Linked DNA regions of Hordeum vulgare: region 2 is linked to region 1. The links are chromatin contacts, called in public Hi-C maps. All regions are on one chromosome and are shown on one strand. Each heading gives the region's core, a stretch centred on a gene start, on an enhancer-like site or on the middle of the called end of the contact. The rest is flanking DNA. Distances are from core to core; before and after follow the strand shown. Region 1 holds the start of LOC123430076 (glutaredoxin-C9-like). Region 2 has its middle 130 kb from the start of LOC123427225.

Region 1 (4,383 bases), core at 1,017-3,516:
TTTTTTTGAATGTCGTAATTTTTTTTTTGAATGTCGATCCATGGCATATAGCTGAGGCTGTCGTAGCTAGTGAGCGTAGTGGTGTAGCAGCAGCGAGTGACGAAAGGGCATCGGCATGCTGCATGCTGCATGCTGCATGCTGGTACCGGGCAAAGGGCGATGGACTTTGCTTTGCATATGGATCGCCAGTTATGCGTATGCATGGGTGACGACCGACGGGACTGCTATACTGTCTAAGTGTCTATACGGGGTGCTCCTTCTCCGTCTCTTTCGACAACCCAGCGACGTGCCGGCCCTATTCACGGAAACTCGTTCTCATCACGCCATGCCCACGTACTTACGTACATCCACTGCACCCAGGCAACTTTTTCTTTTGCCTTGCCTCTGCCGTCCACCACTCCACCATGACCTCCGACATTTCAAACCTAGCGTTACAATACTACATCCCCCTTTCTTTTTCCGTTTCTTTTCTCGCCGGAAACCTTATCACTTTGCTTTGACCGGCACACATTTACATATATACTTGTATGTATCATATCACGACCACAGTACTAATTTTGTATAGTTGTTCTTCTCCATGTCGTTACTTTTCTCTTAAAATTTACATACTTGGTTCAAAGGCATATTCACGACGACTGTACATATTCACAAGTAAAGTGCACATCAAGTTTAGCAATTAACCGTGCCTGAAATATGGCTTGTCTTGTATTGGTAATGCAGGTGAGTTCATTGTGGCTCGTCACACGACCCGTGCTTGCTTGCTTGCCAGCGGCATCTAGTCTTGGCTAACCTCAGCGATTCTTACCGGCCATGACCAACGAAAGCCTGCAAAAAACTAGCCGGTACAGTGAGGTTAAAGCATCTCACGGCAACCACTTCATGCATGCTACCTCACGCCTTTGAACCAAACCCTCCAACAGCAACAGCAAAAAAAAACAAAAAAGCAAAGTAACGTTTCATGGGGCTTTGCTCTGCTGCATGTGTCTGCCATCTGCGACTGCGTGCGTACGTACCGGTACTACGGACAGTCGCGTGCATCACCTTGTATGGACGCATCTTGCGGCGTCTTCCCACTTTCCATCAATTCAAAAATTCAATATTCCACCAACAATTATCAAAATGTAACTACTACACCATGCATGAGATGCATGTACGCATCAAAGCGTAACATGGACCGAAATGATAGCATGAGTATATATGATGGAGTAGCATGCTTAATAAACCATAATACTACAATATGATATTGTAGTAACGTTTTACGGTGGACAGATAAAAGGGCGCTTGATTTATCTCAGGATAATAACACCATGTGCTGATGTGCATGCTAGCTTGCTAGGCGTCATTGCATTGCATTGCATTACATTACATTACATTGTTGGTCTGATAGATAGCTTGCTAGTATCCCTCTCCACTCTGTAACCAACTACTCCTACGTAGATAACAATCACCTAAGGAACATAAACACACGCAAATGACACGGCTAATTAAGCTTTCCTTGTTAATTATATCTACATCTCACTAGCTAGTCAAGCTCAACACACCATGCATCGATCGCACGCGTCCATCCTTCCCACAGCCACAGGCTTGGCACAAGAAAAGAAAAGAAAAGAAAAAGAAGAAAAACGACCAACACGCAAATTAAACGCCGTCGTTGATCGCCACCATGAGTTCCGGCCGGCGAGACAGCAATGCAGGTGGCCGGTCAGAGCCAGAGCGCGCCGGCGTCCTTGAGGAGCGGGACGAGCGTGCCGTTGATGTGGCACGCCATCACCTTCTCCACGCCGCCCAGGAGCCTCCCGCCGACGAACACCACGGGCACCGGCGGCTGCTGGTGGTGGCCGGCGGCGCCGGGTCCCGAAGGCAGCAGCTGCGCCAGCGCCGTCTGGATCTCCCGTCCGGCGGCGCCCATCTGGTCCAACTCGTAGACGGTGGGGCCAACCCCGAGGCCAAGCAGGAGGCGCTTGACGACGTGGCACATGCAGCAGCCGCTGGCGCTGAAGACGACCACCGCGTTGCCGCTGGCCATGCGAGCCACCCGCTCGTACACCGCCGCCTCCTGGTGGCCCTCTGCCTCCGCCACGATGCCGCCGCCCACCACGCCATCAACCTGCTGCTGCTGCTGCATCCTCAACATTTTGACGCCTCCGACCTCTCCTTCTCCCTCCCTTAGCTCTTAGCTACGCTAGTGAGAGTGTGTATATAGTTGTTAATTCTTTGTTGGCGCAGTGCAAGGGAACGAGGGTGAAGAAAACAGGGAGAGGTGGAGGTGCGTTTATATAGGATAGGAGGAGAGGTGAAGCGGACAGGGTCGATCGATGGGAAGGGGGGGTGTGTATCTCGAATCGCGAAGTGTGTCCTGATCGTTGCTGCGTTGGAGAAGGGAAGGGAAGGGAAGGGTTGGGTTGAGGGTGTGGGGGGTCAAAGAGACATGGATCGCTTTTTGCAGAGACGGTCGCGAGCTCCGCAACGAACCCGGCACACTCTGACCACGAGTACTCCACCCCATTCCACATCGGTTACAAGAGATGAGAGAGTAAAGCGAAGCGAGGTCACTGTATGTAGGCGGTAGCTTTTCATCCTAGACGAGGAGAAGGAAAAAAAGCAAAGGGATGGCCGAAAGATGGATGCATGGCTAGGCGATCCATGCATGTAGCATGCACGGCCGCTTACTCATCTTGTGCCACATCAGCGAAATCAATTGCTCTTTATTATTTGATTATTTGAAGTACGTATATACAAACACAATAGCTTGGTCTTCTTCTTCTTTTTCCCGGGGAAAAAACACAATAGCTAAATCTAAGTCACTTGCAAATAGAATTTGGGTCAATCAATTTTCGTAGCAAGGAAACAGACCGCCGGAGGGAAGGAAGAAGCAGCGGCCACTCGCCGGAGAAGCTACCCATGATCTATTTTAGGGTGGCAGGTTGCCCCGTGATCTATCTTATGGGTGTTTGACATGAGGGTGCAGTTGGCCGGAAAAGAACTGATCATGTCCAGAGTTACATGTACCTGTAGCCTGTAGGCATAGAATTGAACGCCGAGTAGACGGAGGGAACGGAACATGACAGGGCGACAAGACCGCGTCGATCGTCACGGCAGCCGACAAGCCGACAGCACGACGTCCCCCTCAGCCGCCGTTTGACTCCTGGGCCCCAGCACCACCAAACGCCGTCACGTCCGTCGTCACAAATTCACGTCTCGCGTTGCCTTCACGTGATCGATTCCCCCAGCAGGCCCGGCCGGCATGCATAACCGTCTATCATTGCTGCGTCTTCGTCACCAACGGCTCACACCACACAGCCAACACAAATAATCCGCACTCCCTAAGAAAAAACGAATAGAGCATCTTTAGCAGGTAAAACCGCGGTACCTTAAAATTCGTTTACGGGATACTGTAAATTAATTTTGCCGTAACGCCGGCTGCATGACACAGCAGATCTTGTAAAGCGTATTACATAATTTAAATATGCGTTTATGTCATCCTACTTCGCCCAAATTTAAATATACTTCATACCTAACTCGAAACATACTAAATCTAAAACCTACTACCTCCCTTACACAACGCAAGACACTTTTTTTTATTAGTGTAGTATGAAAAAACATTTTACATTATGAAACGAAGGGAGTAAAATCTAACTAGTCATCCTTCTTGACATGGAGATGATACTCCATCATGGAGTTGGGGAGGACGAACGCAAAGTCGTACTCTTCCTTGGCCGTCTCTAACCGCGCGTTGACCCCTTCTTCTCCGGCGGCGACCGCCTCCTTCACCTTGAAAAATTCGTGCTCTCCCTCCCGAAGGCGCTTGATCACCGGCTAGAGCATCTTGTCGGGACAGTCGAATTACCGCCACACCAACTGATCGCCGCTGCGGGAGACGGAGCCGCGCCCCTGCGCTTGCACGCAACACCATTCCTTCATCGGCGGGCGGATGACGGAGCTCCCGGACTCGTCGTCATGGTAGGCCCACTTGTGTGGCGGCGAGCCATTGCGAACCCCTTGGCAACCCCGCCCATGTCTAGCACGCGAAATAGGATCGGTCCTTTTTGGTTGTGCGCGTGGGAAAGTGTGACCGTAGATTGAAGGATTTGCTCGCGGAGAGGATCGATTGCGTCGGAGAGGATTTGGGATTTGCTACATACAAATCCTTAAGCACGTGTGCTTTGATATATATATATATATATATATATATATATATATATATATATATATATATATATATATATATATATATATATATATATATATATATATATATATATATATATATAGCGAATAAGCCAGTGTTTTTGTGAGAGCCCCAATGCCCTTCCATCCCCCTTTGTTCTCCTTTTCATGTTTGGCAACCTTGTGATGCAATGTGAATGGATGAGAGACTTGGTG
Region 2 (4,820 bases), core at 367-2,866, 280 kb after region 1:
AAGGTGGCAGTCGTAAGGTTAACCGTGCGTGAGACCTTAAAGTGATGTTGTGTGTTACAGGCTGGATTCCTATGACTTAAGATCGGGGTCCTGACAATTTTCTCTAAGGTGAATGAAGAAGACATAATTGATACTTTCATAACCATGCAAAAGCGTAGGTAGGAGACACAATCTTCTTTGAATTCTCATTTGTCAAGGTATATAGTATGTACCATATTAGTTTTTCTATGCAAAACCGAGACATAATTAAGAATTTTAGTACGGTTGTAAGATCATATTGATCTATTTTTACGTGTTAATGATAATTAGTTAGATAATACATGTGTCATATTTGTTGTCAAAAAAAAAGGAAGCGGTCCACCCTGTTGTCAAATGCTAGCTACGTCAAGTGCCTACAGCGACGTCACACGATGTTCACACCGTGGCGACGAACAAGGCGTCCGTCGAACTGTCAGGTTTCTGAACAAGTCTGCATAGGACCCTATCATCAAACCAACGTAACACGCGTATCCGGTTGTTCGTAAACGCTCATATCCGTCCATATTTGAGTTAGATATAAACAGTGCTGGTTAACACGGATACAAGGGATCGGATTGTAAATGCTCTAAGCTTGTTCCCTAAACGGGTGTCCGTCGACAGAGGAAGACACGATGTTAGTCTTTTTCGTTGCCCAACCAATGTGATGTTGTAATGGATAGTGTCGTGCGATCTTGGGGCAGAATCATTACCTACCTGGTAGCTAGCTTTCGCCATGCCCAAGGTGTCTAGAAGAGTAAAACATGCACGCTTAATTAAAGTGTGCCGCGGCAGGCAGGACGCAGATACTCCTACTAGTACTACTACTAGCCGATGATGTGAGGCATCGATCTAACTTTTTTGGGACAGAGATTGTGCCGGTAAAGTCGTTTTTTGTTGGGTTATGTGATTATGTTCCCTGGGCCTCCTCTTCTTGCCTCTTCCTTCACTGATCAATTGTTCGATCTAGGCCCGCATGCATACTGATATTGGAATGCAACAGCACTACGTTTATGCTTTGTGCGTTTGAGCTTGCTTGCGGGGATGTTAATTTTTGTCAATCGCCCTGAAAAAAAAATGGAATGCTCCAAAGGAGAGAGCGGGAAAACGAAATGAAGAAAGATGTTCTGGTTAGTTAATACTCTCTGTAAATAAATATAAGGACGTTTAAATCATTGATGTACAGTATATAAAATCATTTAAATCATTAAATAGTGATCTAAACATTTTCATATTTTTATAAAGAAAGTACATTTTAAACATGAGAAAATCTAATTAGCACTCCCGCACCCTTTCCTTTCCGTGCATACATGTCCGAGCATTAAAAAAAGCAACCCGTCGCTTTCAACCTGCTCCACAACAACGTGGACTCTATGCATGCATGCATGCGGGTTGAAAAAATGATTTATTTCACAGATTAATAATTTGATTGAAGATTCGTCTTTACCGTTAGGTTCGTCTCGACGAGACAGTCAAAATAAGATCCCATGTTGACATGTTTCGTCGATTTTCTTTCATCGTTCCTAGTTGCCACATTTATGTCAGGAGAGCGCTAGCCATCAGACTATAGATGGAATCCATCCATCAGCCCACCTATGCACCGTACGATTGAAGGAAGCACGGACGTCCGATTTGCCTCGCATGACATCCATGAGAGGATATGATTAGCACTAATTATGGATGCTTCCCGTTAATTACGTGTTTTTGCATTAATCACTTGTAATTAGCTTCCTAACTGCTTGTGATTTGCTTCCAACGAACAAATATATTTTTATTTTTGCAGATGTGTTTTGTGCAAGGGAACATTTTTTTAGATGGCGATGTGTTTTTGGTAAATGCACTTTTCACCAGAAGTTTGCAAAGCATTAGTTTTTTCAATGGAAGCATACTTTCACGTTGTAAACATATTATTCAATCATAGAAGTGTTACTTTTATCGATGGAAGCACCCTTTCATGCAATGCAAGCATATTATTCAATCATGTGATAGAAATCCTTTTATTTTGTATGCATGAAAGCCTCATTTCTATCAGACAAAAGTATCTTTTTGGTTGCTTTAGGAAAATTATTTATTGTACCAAAGAAAATATTCACATTTGATAGAAACATTTGTTTCGTCAAAGTAATTGTCTGAAACACAAAACAAGGACAGACATCACCTCAAATTCATGTGATCCAAACAATATACAATTCTTTCTACAACATCACTAATTTCATTTATACGTAGGCAGCTTCGATGTACATTTTCAATTACTGATCATACAAGAGCTCCTCACACGTCACGAGTTCTTCAACAAGGTCGCCTTCGATAAGAAGTGATCTCTGGTCGAGCACACTCAACACAAGTAGCATTCTGTTGAAATAAAGTATGCCTTAATCGGGTGGGAAAATATCTGTATAGAAAAAATATTGGAAACAAACAATAAGCTAACATCAAGAGTGGTTGGAAACAAAATATTGCCGCAAGAAGCATGTACGATAATGTGTGAAAGAAGAATCACCGATGTTTGTTCAAGCACCCACTTGCTCGAACGAATGTGTAGACAGCAACAGAAGCACACATTTGCAATGCTTGAAGCCGGGATTCACTACCATGAAAACATATATAAGTAAATTTTAGGAGCATCTTGTATGTTTTTCATGGAAACATAAATGATATTCAATGAATCATAGATTGGTAGTGGTTCAAAAAAAATTGTTGCAAGAAAAAAAAATATGAACAATAATTTTATTATAAGAAGCAATGTTTCCGTCGTCGTAGCACAAACTAATATTGGTTGAAGCAATTGAGGTGTGATTCGGAAGCACAATTTGCAGGAACCATGGAAATATGTTGATACATATGATTCATCTGTAATTGAAGCATAGAGCATTGGAAATGGAAATCTAGCCTAAATAAACAAAGCTCAATGACAAAGAAGAATGAAAAGATAGTTCAAGTAACAGAATAAGTGTTATCTGCAAGCATGGAATTTTGTAGTTACAACAAATCAATATGAAGCATGAAAAGTTCCAGTTGAGGAATTGTTCGTAGGATGCATGTTGTATGTCAATAGTAGCCAATTTAACTAGAAGATAAAATTGAAATGAAAATTAAACAAGGTAGACACCAGCATGCAGATGCATCTTTCTTCCAACAGTACTAGAAATCCAACAATAATTGTTAGCATTTCCATGAGAAAAAATATATATATATATATTTATAGGAAGCTACACATATGTAGGAACCATGTAAAGGTTAATATCTCAACAATTCTCAACTTCATTAGAAGCATTGAACTTCGACACTAGAAAATAAAAAATAAAAAATAAAAACGACAGTCGTCAACATAGCTATGGAAGTTTGGGTGATCAGAAAACCAACAACACTTGATGATTTAATGATGTAGTACTTGGATAGAACAATTTCAGGCCAAGAATAGTCAATATTTGGCGCACATTGGACATGCGTAACTATGAATATTCCACACACAACACTAGACACCTATTACAATTTTGAAATTAAAGATCACCACACGGAGAACAATAGTAACCAAGGAAAAACAATCTTCGAATGAGAGGGGATTGATGCACTGTTGATACCTTCTATTCTGAGAGGGAGGGCTTCAAAGAGGGGAAAAGGACCGGATGCATCTGCTTGTTCTCCGACGGACGCACCAAACACATAGGAGGTTGCAGACACGTTGAGGATGGCTCACCAGCGAGGTCTCCCTTGGGGGCCATCATGTGAGAGATGGAGCTGAGAGGAGGTTTTCCTATGGATCCAGGAATCGCAGTTGAGATGGGGGCCTGGACAGCACCGATCTCGGCCAGGGAACGCATCGGTGGAGTAGAAGATGGGGTTGCCGGGCTGCTCGACGACGAGGAGAAAAGGAGGAGCCAGGGGCGCAACTGTTCGGTGAGCTCGATCTTCTGCTGGACGGAGAGGGAAGAAGAAGGATCAAGGACGGCATAGTAGGGAAAAGGGATCAGGCAAGGTGAGGGAGATATGCTGCGTTCGGGGTGAAAGATGAGCTCTAGAAAAGGAAACTGGGATTAGGGGAAAAGATCCTGCACGGACGTTGCGGGATGATTTTTTTAACTTCCTTAATTACAAAAGAGGGCTAGTTTTGAGCGTAGGATATGGAACTGATCGACGACGTTTAAGTGGTCTGATGCTTGAGTCTTGCCAGACTATGTATACGAAGTGTTTCCCTTTATGTCATCATAGTTGTCATCTTACGGATGTGCAGTTGTCACAAAAATTATACATAGTTACGAGGACAATAATTTATACCTTTTAAGTATTGTAGTGTTAAATGGAGCTAAAAAGTTGTTATTAAAGCACTAACAATAAGCAAGTAAATGCATGGACCAGCACAAGCACAATGAATCAAGTTTTTTAATGAGGTATATCGACATTCATAAACCTGATAACCAAGTTAATTTAATGTGAGAACTATGTGACAAATATTGTGACAAGTAAATAATATTATTCTCACAATTATCGATGAAAAAAAAATATTGTCGAAACATGTCAACATGAGATCTAGTTTCGAAGATCTCAATGCGAGAAAGCTAACGGTGAAAGCGGATCGTTAATTGGATTTATAGTTTAAGAGATAAAACTTTTTTAAAGTTTAACATTAGAGAAATCATTGCTGATGTCATGCTAGTGTATTAGTTTACATGCAGAAAAAAAAACTACAGCACCGAAAGACCTATGTGTTGCGCCGCTATGTAGTGGCTCCCTTTAAACATTTGTTGTACTCGATCTCGGTGCGCACACACACACAAAAAAGATACGTGTAATCAACCAGAGCATAG

The links. A called contact is a pair of places that touch in the nucleus more often than the background predicts.
Region 2: a contact with region 1 is called in a Hi-C map of seedling, with 6 times the contacts expected there. The contact joins the enhancer-like site here to the promoter of LOC123430076 in region 1. A contact is called at or near these places in 3 of 6 Hi-C or Micro-C datasets (leaf and seedling).

Annotation. Positions count from the first base shown.
Region 1 is chr2H:353,853,199-353,857,581 of MorexV3_pseudomolecules_assembly, forward strand. It overlaps LOC123430076 (glutaredoxin-C9-like), which reads right to left and starts at 2,267. Exons shown (of 1, transcript XM_045113989.1): 1 at 1,286-2,267. The coding sequence starts at 2,134. The coding sequence ends at 1,703.
Region 2 is chr2H:354,134,320-354,139,139 of MorexV3_pseudomolecules_assembly, forward strand. No RefSeq gene overlaps it. Among protein-coding and RNA genes, the nearest start is that of LOC123427225, 130 kb to the left of the region's middle. Within about 2 kb of position 1,617, at least 2 of the 3 cell types and tissues checked have open chromatin away from gene starts, as enhancers often do. A contact at or near this core is called in seedling, where this site is marked.